2 separate regions of the Sus scrofa genome follow, and region 2 is linked to region 1. A link is a contact called in public Hi-C data. All regions are on one chromosome and are shown on one strand. The core of a region is the stretch at or near the end of the contact, and the rest is flanking DNA. Distances in the headings are between cores, read along the strand shown.

Region 1 (4,019 bases), core at 825-3,324:
AATCCTCAACCGGGGCTGACTGGTCAGAGAGTTTGAGGTGTGGGTTCAGAGCATAAGCGACCTCATTCCTGTCTTCCTGAGTGAGGAGATTTTTGCCTGCCTGAAACTTCTGAACATCACTGGTTGGGCTTGGAGGCAGTGCTGGGGCCCTGGGGTGATGGTGTGACCTTGGGCCAGTCAACCTCTCAGAACCTTTTGTCCCTTTTAATGCATGAAGAGGATAATAATTCCTATCTTGCAGGATTGTGACCCATAAGAGTATCACCCGATGAAAAGTCGGGATACCAGCTCACTCACCGGGCTTCCTGCCCCTAAAGGTCGCCGAAAGCACAGTTGACCTCAAATTTCTGAGTTGTTAAAATTCAATCTTGCATTTAATTCTTGCAAATGAATTACTGTCAGCATTTGACTGAGAGCAGGAAGAAGAGGCCTGGCTAATATGTAACATCATGGGAACTCAGAAGCCCTGGAAATTGGCTCAAGAACATGGCAGCAGGACGACTCAGCCCAAGAAATGGGGCTGCAGGGGACATTTGACCTAACGCATCATGTCATTCATCAGCCTCCTTCCGCCAAGGGGAAAAAGCTGAAGTTGGGGAGGGGACGGGCTAAGAATTACTGGGCTTCTGTTGTATGCCGATCACTGAGACAGTAAGAGAGGAGTTTGGCATATATTTTCTCATCTCCTGAAAAGGAAGCGGCATTACCTCCAAATAACAATCACTCATTTAATAAATATTTAGTGAGTGGTTATTATGTACTAGGTATTGCTCTTGGAACTAGAACAGGTGAGAAAACAGAGTGGTGATACGGTTTTCTCAAAGTCACCCAGCTCCTATGTGGCAGATCAAGATAAGAGCCCATCTTTTCTGAAGCTTATTCCATGGTTGTTTTCATTCCGAAATGCTGCACAGACACAGACACAGACACAGACACAGACACAGACACAGATACACAGATATGCACACACATATATACACACACACAGACACATCTGCATTCACATGCACATACCTGCACACACACACACCAACATACACACTCACACACCAGGCAATGTACCCAAACTCACACATGCACTCATGCTCACATACAAACACACACACACACATGCACAGACAAATACACCCACAGTTGTGTGTGCACACACCCCCACACCCCCATTTTTGCACGCCCAGATACCTATATACTTGCACATATATTCACACACACCATTTCATTCATTGGGAAGGATTTTTTTTAAGCTGCTGGAATTCATGCATCTTTCGTATCAGTAATATTGCAGCTGCCCTAATCCCCTGAAACCTCTTCCCTGCCCCATCCTTGGCCTCTCTGCTGCCAGTTACAAGCTCGAGTTCAAGTTGAGACCTGGGTGTCCCCAGCCCAGCACCCCCTCCCCTGCTCTCTCACGCATGTGCCAAGCGCCCAGGAAGCCCTCTTCCAAGTGTTTCATCGCGCCTCGGGGCGGGGAGCCATCCATCTTGGTTTCAACATTTTGCTTCCACCTGGCATTTTCTTTGCCAGCAAGTAGGTGAAGTAACTCACTCTAATGCTGGCGGCACTGAGAGAGGGGAGCTGTGCTCTGCTCTGTGGGGTGTTGGTGGGGACATTGCCAGTCTGTCCCATGGTCCTTCGTGATCACCCAGGAGGCAGGCTGGGGTGCTGGGTTTTAGCTTCGCTCATCAGAGGAAGCAATTCAAACTCTTCAGAATATTTCATCATCCAGGCAGCGCCAGGTGGGGGTGGTAGAATTTGAGAAACTTTGGCAACTCCCGTATCTCAGTGCTCGAGGAGTGCCAAGAGAGTCACCTTACACAACTCCTCCGTTTTCCTATGTGTCAGGGTCTCTCTCTGTATATATCTAAGGTACCTTTGCCTTTCCCATTACAGGATCTCGAAAGTGTGCTTAGGGACGCCAAGTACTCATGGAAACCTTTGGACTCAAGGTCTAGCATTGACCCTCTTCCTGGCCATGTTGCCCAATTGGATGCGTTTGCTAGAGGCAGGTTGTTGGGTTCAAACATTCATAAAAAACAATTCCCAGGCATAGTCTGTAGACAGCCAGGGAATGGTTTAGCAACATGCACTTTGCCTGGGATGAGCTCACTGTAACAAACACACACACGCATACACACACACACTGGGGAAGGTAAAATGGTAAGATGGAAACAGGAGATGCAGAGGAGATGGTGCCGAGCACGTGAACACCGCCCAGTGAGAGAGGGAACCAGGTGCCCAGGTGCCTCATGGGCGTGGGCCAGACTCTGGGATGGTGCATGATAAAGACGTGGAAGTCTGGAGGTGGCGTTTGTCTTATATGGTGATGACTTATGATTAGGTCTTATGTTGTAACTAGACCATACACCCCAGCACTCAGGGATCGGGGCTGAAGCACCGTTTCCCTCTCCTGTACCACCTAACTCACATCCCAGTGGGTAGAGAGAGTTCCGTCCGTGCGAGGAAGGAGCAGCTGCATGGATCTGATGCTTATTCATGTTCACCTCCCTTGACAGTGAGTCAACCCTTCTGGTGGCTGAGCGTGTGCATCCCTCACGTCCCTTAGCAAGGCCCTCTGTGTGGCCCAGTGGCAGGCCTGGGGGAGCTGCCTTGGCGGGGGAGGTGAGATTTACACACAGAGCCAGGTGCCGTCCTCACGTGCAGGGGACTTACTGAAGCTGCATCCTTTCAGATGACGCGTCCTATGGTGCTGTGATGAGGAGTGTCCCCTGTGTCACAGATGCCCAGGGAGACCTCTCAGAGCACGTAGGATGAGGTGGAGACTTGCGGGTAAGAAGAGGGGAGGCTGGTCCAGGGAAGGGGAAGGCCAGGAGCCAGAGTGCAGCTTGGGATACACACACAGCTTCCATTGCTCCTTCTCTTTCTTGTTTACTCGTTCATTCACCCAAAAAATACTTTTCAGAGCCCTGCTCTGTGCCAGGTACTGTTCCAGCCTTGGGGAGCAGAGCAAGTCCGGTTCACAAAGTTGTGCGGGAGCCAGATAAGGAACAAGTATGACAAGTGAGAAATGCATTAGCTGGAAAAGGACCCAGGGTCACGGGAGTGCTGAACAGCCAGGAGGCAGGAGGAGGCTCGGTGGGCAGAATCTTGAAGGATGAGGGGCATCAGCCTGGAGGTGGAATCGGGAGTTTGGGAGAAATGGCAAGAAGCACCCCAAGCATGAACCCCCCGGGAACAGAAAGAGGCCAGCCCTTGCAAGACTCCGGCGGTCCTGGGTGGCGAAGCCAGAGTGGAAGAAGTCCGGGGTGGGGGTGAGGGTAAGGGAGGGAGCGGCACAGGGTGGGAAGGTGAGAAGGAGGGGTGGGCGTGCCCAGGAGAAGGCCACACAGAACCTTCTGGGCTGTGGTAGGCTTTTGGACTCTCTAGAGCCGTCTAAGCAAGAGCCGCTGTTGACTTGAACTGGAGTCAGGTGGCTTAGAGCCAGAGGGGACAGCTGGGCGAATGAGTCAGGAGGGTCCTACTCCCCAGATTTCTGCAAGGTGGCTTCCAGCTCTGCCCTTGTGTGACTGTGCTCTGTGCCGACCCCTGTGCTTGTGGAGGAGTCCAGGGCTCTCCCGGGAGGCCCTGCTACTCCCTGCAGCCCCCCACTCACCAGCTGCACCACCTTCCTCCCACAGGCCACTCTGTGGCCTGGGCCCTCACCCTGCTCCCCACTGGCCACCCCATCACTTTAGCCCAAGGAGCCTGCAGCTTCCTTTCCCTCTGCCTGACATCCCTGCTCTCATCCTCAGTCAAGCCTCTTATCTTTGCAATAAGAACCAGGGTCCCTCTGAGCCTGCTTCCCCTCTTACTGCCAGGGGGAAATGTCTTCAGGCGAGAAAGAGGATGATAAATAATACCACTTTCTAGGACTGTCACGAGGGGTTTCCCAAGTCACCGCTAAGAAAGCCCCTCACCCTGGCCTGGCTCGTGGTTGGTCCCTACACTCTGCCTGTCGTTACAGTCCTGGCCTAAGAGGCCTTTGATGATCGACGCCTTCTTCTGCATTCAGCCTCATTTCT
Region 2 (4,019 bases), core at 1,038-3,537, 220 kb before region 1:
CGAGGGTCACCCGGAGTATGGTCTCTGCCCTTGAGAACAATGCTGAGGCTATGGGACGTAAAGGTTACTCACACAGCAGCAGAACAACACTGACAGGCAGACGGGCCAGGGCATCCGAGTAGAGTGAATCCAGAAAACTAATTGTCCAGCCTAGAGGGAGCTCGGAGACACCCGGCCTGCCTCCCTGGCTCAGAGAAGTGAGGTGTCTTAGCCCAGATCACATAGCATGTTGGGCTCGAATGGCCTGATCTGAACAGCGGTCTTTCCACCTCCCCAGGCTAGAGCAAAAATTGTTTTTCTCAAGGGTTCGAAGGTAACAGGGTCCATGGTGTTTAATCAGGAAGGGTTGGGAGTTGACCTTTCAAGGCCATCTGGAGATGGGAGAGCTCAGGAGATGGTGGCATCGGAGACAGTGGGCAGAGTGTGTGTGAGAAGGATTGGGCCCACAAGGCTTATGAACTATCTTGAAACAACCTAGAAGGAAGTCTTGAAGCAGTGGTTGAGGTTCTTGGGCATGTTTTGTACCAGAGGGAAGTCACGACGGGCCCCAAATGGGAGGTCAAACACTCAAAATGCCTGCCCGTCAAAGGACTGAGATGGGGCGGGATGGAGGGCCTGGGTGGCGGGAAGCACCTCTGGAAGTTTAAGGAAAATCCCCCCCCTCCCCCACCCCTTTCTTGATGGCTGTCACATGCCAACCCCATAGTTAGCATTTTACCCAAAATGTTTTTATCCTCAGAGCAGCCCTACCACACAGGTGTTGTTTTCCTATCTGCAGATGAGGAAACAAACTCAGGAAGATTGGGTAACTCGCTCAAAAACACAGAGGAGCTGAGGGAGGCAGGATTCAGGTTCGTGCTGCCTCCTCCCATGAGACCTCCCGGAGAATAGTGGGAGGCAAGTTGTAGCTAGCCTGCCAGGACGTAATGAAAATTGTCCATTTTTGTCTATAAACCAAGAAAGGAGCCATGGGGGAGATGTTACACAGGCTGAGTCGGGGGAGCGCCAGCACCCGCTCTTGCAGGAGTCTGAATTTATGGTCAGGAACGGACACGTGGAACTAGAGGTTACATATTTGGCAGATCATTGATGTGGGATGTGATCCAATGAGATAGAGGAGAGGAAGGCCTCCCAGAAGATAAGCATGTGTCATATAAAAGAAGAGTTACTGATGATTTAGGCTGTTGGAGATTGAGAACTAGACATTGCTCAGCTAAAGGGGAAAGTTCACAGTGGATATGTTGGTTGCTGTATCCTCTAAACAGATAACATAGTGGCATTGGCTGAGCTAGATCCTCAGAAAATGTCATTTATGGCCCTGTGTACCTATGGCGCTGTCCTAAAACGCTGCAGCAAGGAAGTGAAGAGTCAGGACTGGGAATATGACAAACTCGGAGAGGCCATATAGTATCACACAGCACCTTGTGACAGAGGTGGAAGAACAGGGAAAGTTAAGCCCTGGCAGGACCCTGGTGCCAACAAGAAGGGATCACTGAAGGGGGTTTAGAGACGATATAAAGATGGAGCTGGGAGTTCCCGTCGTGGCTCAGTGGTTAACGAATTCGACTAGGAGCCATGAGGTTGCAGGTTCGATCCCTGGCCTTGCTCTGTGGGTTAAGGATCTGGTGTTGCCGTGAACTGTGGTGTAAGTTGCAGACGCGGCTTGGATCCCACGTTGCTGTGGCTCTGGTGTAGGCTGGCAGCTACAGCTCCGATTCAACTCCTAGCCTGGGAACCTCCATATGCCAAGGCAGCAGCCCAAGAAATGGCAAAAAGACCAAAAAAAAAAAAAAAAAAAAGATGGAGCAGAAGACAAAAGCAAACTCAGCCGGTCTCCTGGAATCCAAGGGGGAGAAAAAAAGGACCTGATGAGTGCTTTATTATGTGCTGAGTACATTAAATAATGAATTTACTCAAATTAAATGAGGTATTCAGTTACATTCTCATTCCTTACAACAGTCCTGCCAGCTGAGTATTGTCCCATTTTACAGCGGAGGAAACTCTGAGAGGTGGTGCCTTTCCTGATATCAGACAGCTCAGGAGGCAGGATCCACCCTGATCCGACCCTGAACCCCTTGTTCCTCCCTCAGTCAGAAGTCGGGTGGGGTGGGAGGGGGGACCGGTTATGTGCAGAGTTGGAAGCTGTGAAAGGTTGACAAGGATGAGACTGGGTCAGAGAAGTGACGAGGATGCTGGTGGTCTTGCTGAGTGAAGCAGCTGCAGAGCAGAGATGGGAGACGTTGACCACAGGGACGTTCACACGGTCAGGTTCATGGTTCATTTGCCGTGTGTGGCATTTTGCTGTCTGGAACATGGAAGAGTAAATATTAGCTGCATCTCACTTGCTCTTTTGGAGAATGTGAGTTCCTGGTTTGAAAATTCTTTGCAAGCCGCATTTCAGTCTACTTGGGGATAGATGGGGCGTCCAGACTGATGCCTCTTCCAATAATAGTTCCAAGAAAAATATTGGCTCCAATGTGTGGTTTTCCATATTTTGAAACTGATGGTCCCGTTGGCAACACAGACATTCACAGCAGCAAGACATCTGGAAGGTGTGAGAAACCCCTCCCCAGATTTACACAATGGTTTGGCCACCTGTGTTCAGTAATGTCCCCAGATCTGACCTGCTGGCCCTTTGCAATGACAGATGGGCTAATGTTCATGAGAGTATGAGTTTGGGAAAATGGAGTTAGTGTATATGAGGATTTTGTAATCTTGAAGTATGAAAAAAAAAAGGACAAATATTTTGCTTTCAAAGCACCTCATTGTCTGGGGCACAGTAAGAAGTCTGGGAAAATGTATTTCAGCCACTGATTCAATTTCTGTTATTGGTGCCGACTTACAGCCCTCCTCCCCCTCTAAGTACATGACAGATCTGAGCATAATTCTTTGTAGTCCATTGACTCTTGTAAAGTAATGCTGTGATTAAAAGCTTTCCTGAATACAGTTTTCAAAATGTTGGTAATAACCACATTGCCTCTACCTGCTATGTTTGGGTAACCATCGCTCTTGCTCAATTTATACTTAATATTGGTCATAGTGAAACATGTTTTCATCACTTGAAATCCAATTTTATTTGCTGAGTTACTAATGGCCACTTCAATTTCTGTAATGTAAATTCAGATGTTGTGCAAGTTTAGTTTGCAAATAGGTTGACTCATGAAGGCAACAAGTTTGCCTTGAGATCAGTACCAAAAGTCATTCGAGCTGACTACCTAAATATTCCTGAACATATTTGTTGCTTTTTAAGATAGTAGTGAACTTTGGCTGTGATTGCAAGGATAAAGGATTTGAAACTGGAATGGTTTTTGAGACTGTAGCATCTCCCCTCCTTCCTAGTCTCGTTCCTTTATTTTTCATGTTGGAAAAAGAACAAGGTCAAGAACAATAGCTGAAGTGGCCTGACCTCCCAAGGGGCAGGACCCAGAACTTTCAGTCATTCTTGTTCACTATCCACCAAAGTACTGTTTCTTCTAATTGGCAAACAGCTGGCTTGAAGGCACTGTGTTTTTCTCCCCTAGATGTTGGCTGGGGAGAAGAGTGGAAACTGCCTTTTCCATAAGAGCTCTTGAAAATATTTCTCGTACAAGGAGATCAGCAGAATACGAAAGTTGCTTCCTGCCAAATGCCCCCAAATCCCTTCTGCTTGAATTTTCTTCTCACTTTTCTTTTGAAAAGCCATGTTCCCTTTGCACTCAGGAATGGCACGTCTTATTTGTTCTAATGGCAGTATACAAACCTCTTTTGCATCAAGATTCCCAAGCGGAGTGAACAAAACCCATGGTCCTTTTCTGAATTTCATTCGTAATGGTAACAGACACTTCATCAGACCCTCAGAAGCAATACAGAGAAGAAAAGAAAAATCAAGCAAGCAATTACGTAGTTAACAGAGTACAAGATGAAAGCCTGAATGGAGTTCCTGTTGTGGTGCAGGGGTTAACAAATCCAACTAGGAACCATGAGGTTGCAGGTTCGACCCCTGGCCTTGCTCAGTGGGTTAAGGATCCGGCGTTGCCATG

The links. A called contact is a pair of places that touch in the nucleus more often than the background predicts.
Region 2: a contact with region 1 is called in a Hi-C map of liver, with 5 times the contacts expected there. The contact joins two enhancer-like sites. A contact is called at or near these places in 4 of 47 Hi-C or Micro-C datasets (liver and skeletal muscle) and 1 of 2 datasets of contacts at active chromatin or transcription factors (alveolar macrophages).

The regions. Positions count from the first base shown.
Region 1 is chr4:14,162,211-14,166,229 of Sscrofa11.1, reverse strand. No RefSeq gene overlaps it. Among named protein-coding and RNA genes, the nearest start is that of TRIB1, 130 kb to the left of the region's middle. Within about 2 kb of position 2,074, at least 7 of the 83 cell types and tissues checked have an H3K27ac peak or open chromatin away from gene starts, as enhancers often do. A contact at or near this core is called in liver, where this site is marked.
Region 2 is chr4:14,386,444-14,390,462 of Sscrofa11.1, reverse strand. All of the region lies in intron 4 of NSMCE2 (E3 SUMO-protein ligase NSE2), which reads left to right. Among named protein-coding and RNA genes, the nearest start is that of TRIB1, 90 kb to the right of the region's middle. Within about 2 kb of position 2,287, at least 5 of the 83 cell types and tissues checked have an H3K27ac peak or open chromatin away from gene starts, as enhancers often do. A contact at or near this core is called in liver, where this site is marked.